3 separate regions of the Ovis aries genome follow, and all the other regions are linked to region 2. A link is a contact called in public Hi-C data. All regions are on one chromosome and are shown on one strand. Each heading gives the region's core, a stretch centred on a gene start, on an enhancer-like site or on the middle of the called end of the contact. The rest is flanking DNA. Distances are from core to core; before and after follow the strand shown.

Evidence for each region. A called contact is a pair of places that touch in the nucleus more often than the background predicts.
Region 1: a contact with region 2 is called in a Hi-C map of hypothalamus, with 3 times the contacts expected there. The contact joins the promoter of BORCS5 here to the promoter of DUSP16 in region 2. A contact is called at or near these places in 10 of 16 Hi-C or Micro-C datasets (blood, hypothalamus, liver and 4 more).
Region 3: a Hi-C map of hypothalamus shows a contact between it and region 2, with 4 times the contacts expected there. The contact joins the promoter of CDKN1B here to the promoter of DUSP16 in region 2. A contact is called at or near these places in 3 of 16 Hi-C or Micro-C datasets (hypothalamus, muscle and tail adipose tissue).

The regions. Positions count from the first base shown.
Region 1 is chr3:203,107,566-203,111,335 of ARS-UI_Ramb_v3.0, reverse strand. BORCS5 (BLOC-1 related complex subunit 5) reads left to right here and starts at 1,463. Exons shown (of 4, transcript XM_012175341.4): 1 at 1,463-1,518. The coding sequence starts at 1,518.
Region 2 is chr3:202,913,090-202,916,437 of ARS-UI_Ramb_v3.0, reverse strand. It overlaps DUSP16 (dual specificity phosphatase 16), which reads right to left and starts at 2,060. Exons shown (of 8, transcript XM_042247513.2): 1 at 1,891-2,060. It overlaps LOC114113666 (a long non-coding RNA gene), which reads left to right and starts at 2,640. Exons shown (of 2, transcript XR_003588532.3): 1 at 2,640-2,791.
Region 3 is chr3:202,781,088-202,784,425 of ARS-UI_Ramb_v3.0, reverse strand. CDKN1B (cyclin dependent kinase inhibitor 1B) reads left to right here and starts at 1,376. Exons shown (of 3, transcript XM_004006850.6): 1 at 1,376-2,386; 2 at 2,941-3,070. The coding sequence starts at 1,912. The coding sequence ends at 3,062. It overlaps LOC105611784 (a long non-coding RNA gene), which reads right to left and starts at 1,208. Exons shown (of 4, transcript XR_006059426.1): 1 at 965-1,208; 2 at 1-334.

The DNA of each region.
Region 1 (3,770 bases), core at 214-2,713, 200 kb before region 2:
TTACCACTTGTGCCACCTGGGAAGCCCAATTGGCTTATACACCAATATAAAATAAAAAGTTTTAAAAAATTAAAAAAATTAGATTTTGACTCAATTTGTAAATATATGTATAATGAAATCATAGTTGATTTGAAAACTCAGGGCATTAGCTAAAATTTCACGAAACAAACAATACTATCTGTAAAGTTCTGAAAATGCCATAGCCACCCAACTCCTGAATGGGAAAGCATTGCTACCTTGACATCCTTGACCTGCCAAAGTTGACAGTCTCTGTTACACACTATCTCTACTTCCTTCTTGCCTTTTCTACTTTCAGAATGCCTGTGGGTAAACGTCAAGGTTCCCAGAAAGTAGACCTGGGGCATCCACTTTCTTTTGAAGATGCACAAACACCCTAACACAAGAATCAGCATTTTCTATTCATTCGTCTCTCATTTCCAGCTCCTTCCTTCACCATCTAGTGTTTCTCTTTTTTTTTGTATGGTTGCCACTGCCAAACTCCCAGCTTTGGGAACTAAAATAGGAACTTTGTGCTTTGATGTGGATTCCAAACCTAAGTCTATCCAGCACCTCTCTTTTTCCATCTGTAAAAGAGGATTTAAAATTTTGCAGCATACATATGCAAATATCGAGTCATACATCTGAAACTAATATAATGTTGTATGTCAATTACATTTCAATTTTTAAAAATATCAAAAGGGCTTCCCTAGTGGCTGTGATGGTAAAGAATCTGCCTGCAATGCAGGAAACCTAGGCTAGATCAATGGGTTGGGAAGATGCCCTGGAGGAAGGCATGGCAACCCATTCCAGTATTCTTGCCTGGAGAATCCCCATGGACAGAGGAGCCTGGTGTGTTACAGTCCATGGGGTCGCAAACAGTCGGTCAGGGCTGAGTGACTAAGCATAGCACAGTGGCTTAGTGGTAAAGAATCTGCCAATCAATGCAAGGGGACAGGGGTTCAATCCCTGGTCTGGGAAGATCCTACATGTAGGACAACACCACAACTACTGAACCAGTGATCTAGAGCCCAAGCTGTGCAACAAGAGAAGTCACCTCAATAAGAAGCCCAGCAGGCCCCTTAGTAAAGAGTAGCCGCTGTACCACACAGCTAGAGAAAGCCCTCCAGCACAACCAAACATAAATATAAACAAATGTCATTTTAAAAAATGAAAAAGAGCAATACGTTAAAAAAAAAAAAACCGCAAACTGAGGTAAAAACAACTCCCTCAAAAACCTATTAGTAAATTTCCAACTATAGAGGTAACTTGCCTAGCGTATAGATGATGCTTAAAGGTGACTCGCATCACTACCATAGCAACCAACTCAATCTTACGAGCGGCTCTGCACTTGAGGCGATCTGGCCCTTTAAGGCTGCGCCCGCTGTACTGGGTAGCTTGAGTCTCCCTGCCCTCCCTCGGGCAGGGGGCGGGGCACTCTAACCCGGAACTGACCGCCGAGCGCAGCCGTCGCTGCCAATCCGCGTCGCGGAAGGAACGAACCTGCGGGCCCTGGAGCGAGTGAGTGATTGCGGCGCCGCCCGCGGGTCGCAGGCGTGGCTGGTTCCCGGCGTTCACCCGCCTCCTTGCGTTTGGTTTCCCCAAAGAAGGCGGGCGGGCGAGCGGCGTGCATCCCCGCGGTGCTTCCCTGCAAGCCTTTCCCCAAATAGGGCCTCTTCGTCCCCCACCGTCCGCGCCCCCGCGTGGGCTGGGCGCGCAATCCCCACATCGCAGCCGGTGTAGCCTCTGCATCTCGGTCCCCCGTTCCCTGCTCTGTCGCCCCTCCGCCTGAGCGGTCGCCGCCCGTTCCGTCGTTCCTCTGCTGCCACCGCTGCCGGCATCATGGGCAGTGAGCAGAGCTCCGAGGCCGAGAGCCGACCCAACGATCTGAACTCCTCAGGTCGGTGTCCTAACTACTTTCACCCTTCTCCAGCCAGCCCTGCCTGCATGCCGGGCGGGCTGCCTTCCCTGCTGGGGACTGGGGCTGGCGGACAGGAACGCACAGAAAGCCCTCGCCGTGCTTTTTTCTTAAAAGAGCAAAAAAAAAAAAAAAAAAAAGCCATCATCTGTCCTAGCCTTAATTCCCCCGATGGAAACCAGTGCTGTGATTGCAAGCTAAACCAGCGTGGGCGCCCAAGCCCATTTTTGATTTTCAGAACAGCTATTCGTCTCAGCTGCAGCTTACTCCTTGAAAGACGATCTAATTAATATTTGGCTTTAGTATTCATGCCTGGCAGGGTGAGATTGGGGTCGCACAGTGGATGGGTCATAGAACCTCAAAGAACAGATTCGTCCTTAAAAGTGGGTCCTAGAAATTCCTTTTGAGAAGAGGCGTGTGACAAGTGTACAATCGCTTTGAACCCTTGCCTGCGAACATGTCCAGAAACTGCATCTTCCCATCGGAAGGTGTCTCGGCTCCCTTTCTCATATAGAAGTTGGCCATGAAGGCAAGTTCTGATGTTTTGCCCTACTCTTTCCGCATCCGTATTTTTTAGATTTCTCTTCGAGTTTAATGTAGAAATGGGACGATTTTTGTTCCTGTAGTGAGCGCTCAAACAGCTGATGCTTAATTGAGGATCGTTTTTGCCTTTATTTTTTTATTTGCTACACACTAAACCCTGGGACCACTGGGGCTGCCCTGGATAATAAGCTCTGGAGTGGTTAATCCAAACTGGCTTATAACTGGGGCCTAAAAAGGGTTCTGGTCATAAATAGGACTGCTCTGACCTTGGTAGGACGTGTAATTCAGAAATGTAGAAGTTAAGAGAAGGTCACTGAAATGTGACCTTCAAGGCTAGTTCAGACCATTCTGGGGGCTAGATTGAGATAGCTTTTAACTGTGAACAGTATCTATGGCTACATTTTTATTTCTTTGGAAGATCCAGAATGCAGTATCTTATAACAAATACGGCAATAATTGTTATCCTTTACTTTCTTGCCTCTGGGTCAGGCCAGAATCATGTTTTGCAAGAAGTATGTCATCTTTTTAATAGGCTTGTTCGCCTTCTAACCAACAGCATGGGTTCTGACCAGTACCAGAGCATACTAACCAATACTGCCAAATAGTATAGGCTAAGTGCATCACATGTGTTCATGTTTAATCCTCTCAGTAGCCCCATTTTACAGACAAGTAGTAGAGGCTACCTTGGAGAAGGCAATGGCACCCCACTCCAGTACTCTTGCCTGGAAAATCCCATGGACGGAGGAGCCTGGTGGGCTGCCGTCTGTGGGGTCGCACAGAGTCGGACATGACTGAAGTGACTTAGCAGCAGCAGTAGAGGCTACCTAGAATCTAGTGAAGTCTGTTATCCTCTGGAGTCTGGGGATGGAGGAATCACTTTGTCCCAGGAAAGATTTCTGGCTTGAGGTTTGTAAAAACATTAGGTAAATTACCAAAAGAGGCTAAGAGAGATTTCTTGAAGAGCAGTGAAAGCAGCTGAGATTCTAAGAGTGAAGGCCAAGTCTCCAGAGACTTTAGCCTGCAGGAGGCAGGATGGTTCTATGGCATGTTTGGATCAACCTTTGAGACATGATTATGGTAAGCCTGCAAATACTACTTTCTAGAGTGTAAAACAATAAAGATTCATTCTTGCCCCAACCAGATGTTTGGGAACGCAGGATGTCTTGGTCTGGGGCGTCCTTAAATCACTTCCTTCTAAATGGCTTACATTTGCCTAGAAACCTGAAATTGATCTGCCTTTTTAGCAGTCCTTCAAATTTCTTAATTTTGGCTCAGCCTACTGTTGTCCCACTGGTTCTTTCTGCCCTGTGAC
Region 2 (3,348 bases), core at 811-3,310:
ATCCCTGATCCTCAATTTTACATGACTATTTTCACTTTACAGGTATTCAATTATTTTACATTCAAATGCACATTTATATAGAGCTTGAACCTACTCTTTTTCATGCTAATCACCATATTACCAGCAGAATTGAGAATAAACTCATTTTTGCGGTTCCCCCTCATAAAGAACTTTGGGAAGTACAAATTATTTTACCTAAAAGCCAACTTTGGGGCTGGTGTCTTTTAGGCCAAGTTTTTCTATAGGATGTTAAATGTTAACTCCCCAAAACTTTTTTAAACAAGATTTCACAGTCATCACACTCAGTTAAGTTCCAGAACTTTACTTAAAGTATAAAAACAAAGTCAGGATGCCTAGTCACACTTTGACTAATATACCCCGACAAAGCCCCAAATTCTTAGTTTTTCAATGTACCTTCTCCAGGCTGCAGCACAAGTCTCAATTAACTACGGCCTCCCAAGCTGTTTGTCCACCCATACACATCATTTCTCAAGGAAAAATAAATAATTCACAAATGACTGATTCAACAGGTAAGAATTCTTTCCTTCTTTTAAAAATTTACCTTAACTTCAAAAATCTCTTTTCTTGATGGAGTTCAGAATAGTACAAATCCTCTGAGGAAAACAGTTGTCACCTATGTGCGCTCAAAAGATGAGTGGCTTAAAGACGCATTTTCTGACAGTCTAGGTTCCCCAAATACTAGTCATAAGGTCTTTCATGGATGGTAAATTTCACACACACACACAGGAAAAAGGAAAGAAACATACCTGGTCATTTTCTAAACAGGTTTGATAGGTTTGGTTCCCTTGTAAGAGCAGAGTATTTACTTATAATCTTTTAAAGCACAAGAGGCAGCCGGGAGAGTGGGTAAATAAAACCTTCAGAGAGGTTTAAAAACCCTGCATCTTAACTCACTTCCCCTTGATTTCAGGGGCCGGTACTGCAACCCCACGGCAAATGAGATTATGTAACAGGTTTTTCCTCTCTCCACTTTATTCATCACGGTCTGATTGGAGGTGTGCTTTCTCCAAACGAGTTGAGACTCCTAGGATTATTATTTAGGACGGTTGAAGTTGAGGTTTGATACATTTCCTTAGGATTTTGCAGGATCCATTCATTTACATATCTATTTGTAGTTTTCTCAAGTGAGAAAACACAATAACCGTGTAGTTGCTGTTGTAATTTCAAGGAAATAAACGCAGCTGCACCTGAAAACTTCCGTTTTGCATAAATATTTTCCTCCCCTGTGTTTCATTCCATGAAACTGCACATGATATACACAGACCTTCGCTCATCTCCCGGGGCTTCTTCCTTTCTCACGTTTTACGGTTGGTGTAAATAAAGAAAAAGTCCCTGGCGCACCGGGTCCCCCAATACCCGGCCTCGGGGGGAGGGGGGGTCCCCGGAGGAAAAGCGAGTGGGTTGAAAAGCGCAGCCCGGTCACCACTCAGGTGGCCCAGCCGCTCACATGGAAGGCGAGCTGGGGATAATGGGGACAGTCAGGCCGGGGCCCCTCTTGGCAGGCGAGTTGTGTAACAGTCGCGCCTGGAAGTGAGCAGCTTGGCCCGCGAAGGGACCGCGTCCGGCGGCGGCTCCTGGCGGCGGCAGCCGGCCGCCCGGCCCGCTCGGCCCGAGCCCGCGCACCCGCCGCCGCCGCCCCGACCCCGCGCGGGCCGGGCCGGCCCCCCCCCCAACACACACACCCCTCGCGCCTCCGCTTCCCACGCGCTCGCCCCTCGGGGCCGCGATCGCCCCCACCCCGCCCTCGACCCCGGGCCCGGCCGCCCGGAGGGCAGCGCCGGCGGGACGCGGGGACCGGCGTCCATGCTGCCGGCGCGGCGGGAGCCCGGCCCCGCGCCCACCCGCCCCGCCGTCCGCGCGCCCACTTACTTTCGGGGCCGCAGACCTCGCGGCTCCCTCGGGGGGGCGGGGGGGAAACGAAAGTTGTCACGGCGTCTCCCCGCGGGGCCCCCTCGCCTCCCGGACCCGCGAGGCGCCGCGGCGGAGCCGGGAGGGCTTGCTGCGCTCCCGCCCGCGTCCGTCCCGTCGCGCTCTCCTCCGCCTCCTCTTCTTTTCACTATATTATCTTCTCCTGCTCGGAGGGGCGGGTGGGGGCGGGAGGCTTAGGAAGCGAGGAGACGTTTGCAACTTTTCTTCACTCTTTCTCTCCCCCCCCCAACTAACCCCCCGATCAGCCTTGAAAAAACACTGTTGAAAGGGGCGAGGAACCTGGGGAGGTGGGGGGACGCGGAGGGGGTCGGGAGAGGTGATGATAGTTGTTTGGAAAACTGATCAGAGCCCCCCCGCCCCAAACAGAGATACCCAGAAAGAGGGGGAAAGGCGGGGGGGGGGGTGGGGTGGGGGGTTGGGGGGAAAGAGAAAGAGTCGCTGGTCAGGAAACTTCAAGCGCGGATGAGGTCATTGGTTTAAAAATAAAGAGATGGCGTCACTTGAAACCAATCCCAGTGAATGAACTCAGCGGAGCCCCGGGGAAAGGAGGAGACAGGCGAGGGCAGGGCGGTGGGCGACGGGCGGGGCCGTGCGCCCGCCCGAACCCGGAGCGCGGCTCGGCGCCTGGTCGCGGCCGCTCGGGGAGGGGTCGGGTCACGTTCCGTTCCGGGGCCCGGCGACTCCGGGGCAGGTTCCGCGGGCGCCGCTGGGAGGAGCCGGGTGGCCGGGGGAGGCGGCCCCGCGGCCTCCTCCTTCCGCGCCCTTGCGCCGGCTGCCCCCGGGGCCCCCGATCCCCGACCCTCGAGCCGGGTCTCGGCCGCGTAGGGCTGCGCCCCAACAGGTATTTCAGGGTTCCCGCCCCAGCGAGGCGCAGAGCCTTTTCCTCCTCTTTGGGCTGTTTCCAGCTGCCTCCCCAGGGTGAAGAAAAGCAAACAATGATTTGAGAGAATTACAATCTTTTAAAAGTGACGAGTCCAAAATGCAGGACACTGCGGGCTCTAGGAGAGATAAGTTACAGGTAATTTAAGAAAAATCACGCTCAGGTGGTCAGGCGTCAGCTCTCCCTCTGTTTGTCATAGAAAGCCCCCACCAGAATGCTCCTAACATTTATGATTTTACTGTGCTTCTCTTTACTTATTTTTATTTACATTTGTAAATGTAACGAGCACGAGTAGCCTAACACGCTCTTGAAAAGTGTGTCCTTTTCAAGCACTGTGTGCCCTGTGCTTGGGCAGCACAGAATCGTCTGTAAGTCAGACCAGAGGTTCACCTTTTGGGAGGTGCAAGACCCCCGTTGATTTTACTTTACACACTTCGTGCCTTTTAAAATTGGGATTGAAATAGCTTTGTTTTGAAACGGCATTACACACTTTGGGAAATAGAGACCTGAGCTGGTGA
Region 3 (3,338 bases), core at 127-2,626, 130 kb after region 2:
ACAGCCTGTCCATCCTGTTTTAACTTCCATCACCTTGCTCAGGAGCACAGTTAGGTAAATGTCAAGTTGCAAAGGGGAGCAGAGAAATGCCGAAATACTGGGTTGACCAAAAAGCTCGTTTGGGCTTTTCCGTAGGATCGCCTGGAAAACTCCGAACGAACTTTCTGACCAACCGAACAATCTCAGACGTGAGGACACGGTTGTGGTTGCTTTAGAAATCACTTCGCAATCCGGACTTTCCGATTCCTTTCACTCTTAGAAGATCCGCCGCCCTTTAAAAGCGTCAGTCACTTGCATCTGAATGGTGTTCTGGGTGGGTTCCAAGAAGTTGAGTCTGGTGGGAGAGAAGGGTGGAGGAAGGAAGAAGCTGTTGTGTTTGGCGGCTGGACTCAGGTAGAGGAAACTGCTACAACCCGGCAAAGAATTGAAAAATACAAAGAGGAGACGAGTTCCCACACGCAGCCCACGTCAGTGAACTGTACTTGGGAGGCAAGAACCTGGGCCAGGGATCTAACCTCGCTTTTTTTTTTTTAAACTAAATGTGTCTGAGACAGCTACAAAGTTTATTAGGGACTTGGGAGATCAGTTGACTTTTTGATCTTGCAATCCTTTCTTATTTTTTATTGAGAGAAACCTTGGGTTCAGAATACATAATAAAGACTGCATCTATTCCAGGGTAATTTACAGAAAGACGTCCTCCTAGGCTTCTCACCTAAGCCCCTAACCTCCCCTAGAAATAGCAGACTTCTAGGTTAAGGCTGAACTAACCACTGCTCACCTCCAGCTTAAGGCACCCAGGCCGAGGGGCTCCCCGCCTCCCCCGCCATGTGAGCGATTGGGGGCCCCCGGGGGGGAGCCCAGCTAGGGGGCCGAGCTCCCACCCTGCGTCCCCCCATCCCCCGCTCGGTGAGTGCAGCGCAAACAAGATCGCCAGCCAAGGGTACCACCACCGGCGGCCGAGCACCTTGGAACTCTCCCCCGCTTTCCCGGGCGAGGAGCCGGGGAGGTCGGGGCTCCGGAGCAGTGGCGCGCGGGTCCGCGCAGCGCCCGGGATCAGAACACCCGCCGGCCGGCCCCGCTGCCCAGGCCCCTCCCCGGCTCCCCGGCCGTTTGGCGAGCTCGTTTGTCTTATTTGTAATTTCTCCTAGGCCAGCCGGAGCAGGTCTGCTGGCAAGCCGTGCGCCTCCCGCAGTCACGCGACCAGCCCCGGGTCCCGGCCGCGCGCTCGGCGGCGGCGGCGGCGCGCTCGGGAGGCGGGGAGGCGCGGCGGGGCCACCTTAAGGCCGAGCTCGCCAGCCTCGGCGGGGCGGCTCCCGGCGCCGCGACCAATGATCTCCTCCTCTGTTTAAATAGACTCGCGGTGTCAATCATCTTCTCCTTCGTCAGCCTCCCTTCCACCGCCATATTGGGCAACTCCAAAAAGGGGGCTCGTCTTTTCGGGGGTGTTTTTTTTCCTTCCTCCCCGCTTTCCTCTGGGCTCACTCTCTCGCCGCTCCGCGACTCCGCGACGCCCGCAAGGTTTGGAGACGGCGCTCGGGCGGCGGGACCCGCGGGCTCGCGGCGGCCCGGACTCGGAGCGGCTCTGCCCCCTCCTGTCTCGGCGGCGCTCGGCTCCCCTCCCCTCCGCTCCCCGCCCTCCCGCTTGATCGGCCGGGATCGGGGCTGCCTGGCCCCGGGGGGCTGCCCCTCGCCCCCTCCCCCAGCCCCGTGCGCGCCTAGACGCTCGGGCGCTGACTCGGCTCGCGTTTGTTTCTCTTGGCTCCAGGGGCCGGCGCAGGGCTTATAAAGAGGGGCTCGGGCTGGGTCGGGGCGTTTTGTTTTGTTCGGTTTTGTTTGGCGAGAGAGAGAGAGCGCGCGCAAGAGCCTCAGTCGCCGAGACCCCCCACCCCCACCCCACCCCCTGGGAGGAAGATGTCAAACGTGCGAGTGTCTAACGGGAGCCCGAGCCTGGAGCGGATGGACGCCAGACAGGCGGAGTACCCCAAGCCCTCGGCTTGCAGAAACCTCTTTGGCCCGGTCAATCACGAAGAGTTAACCCGGGACTTGGAGAAGCATTGCAGAGACATGGAAGAGGCCAGCCAGCGCAAGTGGAATTTTGATTTTCAGAATCACAAGCCCCTGGAGGGCAAGTACGAGTGGCAGGAGGTAGAAAAGGGCAACCTGCCCGAGTTCTACTACAGACCCCCGCGGCCACCCAAAGGCGCCTGCAAGGTGCCGGCGCAGGAAGGCCAGGATGCCAGCGGGGCCCGCCCGGCGGTGCCTTTACTTGGGTCTCAGGCAAACCCAGAGGACACGCATTTGGTCGATCAGAAGACTGATGCCCCGGACAGCCAGACCGGGTTAGCGGAGCAGTGCCCCGGGATAAGGAAGCGACCTGCCGCAGATGGTAATGACCCTTTCCGATGCCTAAAATGTCTGTCTCTGTCTGCCGCGCTCCTTTCCCTGCTTGAGGGTCTTTAACCGCAGCTTTCTTTTCAGCGCGTTCTGACTTAGCTTTTGGGGCGGAGGTGGGGGGAGCGCACTTTCCTACTTTGAGGTACATGAGTACATGCTATTTATTTAGTTGCCTGCTTGTCTGTTTATGACTTTTAAGTCAGAAGCTTGAGATTGTGTTATCTGATCATTTCTCTAACTGAAAACATCGCGGCTCCTCCCAGCTAGACAGCGGTAGGTATGTGACAATGTTGGGATGTTTATCAACTGCCTCCTTCTTCGCTTTGGAGAGAGAGCTTTGAAGCGTAGAAAATACACTTTCTGTTATGTGAAAACAACTTCATTTTGTGCCCTTAAAGGCCACTGGGAATGACGGACCCAAGATTGTGGGTGGAGGTAGTGGGTTTTTTGTCCCTTGACTCTTGGGCTCACTTCTGTCGGCCATTGTTTTTTTCTAATAAAGATTGTTTGTGTGTGTTCTTTTTAAAAATTCCCTCTTGCCCTTAGATTCCTCTCCTCAAAACAAAAGAGCCAACAGAACAGAAGAAAATGTTTCAGACGGTTCCCCCAACGCCGGTTCAGTGGAGCAGACGCCCAAGAAGCCTGGCCTCAGAAGGCGTCAGACGTAAACCACTCGGTGGGTTGATGACTTGGAGCAAATAAGTGACACCCCAGTTGGGTTGCAGGAACTGGTGGGCTTTCAAGCCCCAAGATAACCCGATCTCAGTGGGGGCTGGCCGATGAAAACTTGGGGGCTTTTGTTTTATGCTTTGGGAGGACAAAAAGGTAGGAATGGGGAAGACTGGGAATCAGTGGGGAGGTACTATAGTTCTTCCCAGTTTTCACCTCCTGAGATTATTTTCCTTTGAAGCACCAACTGATCAGAGCAAGTGTCCCAGGCAAGT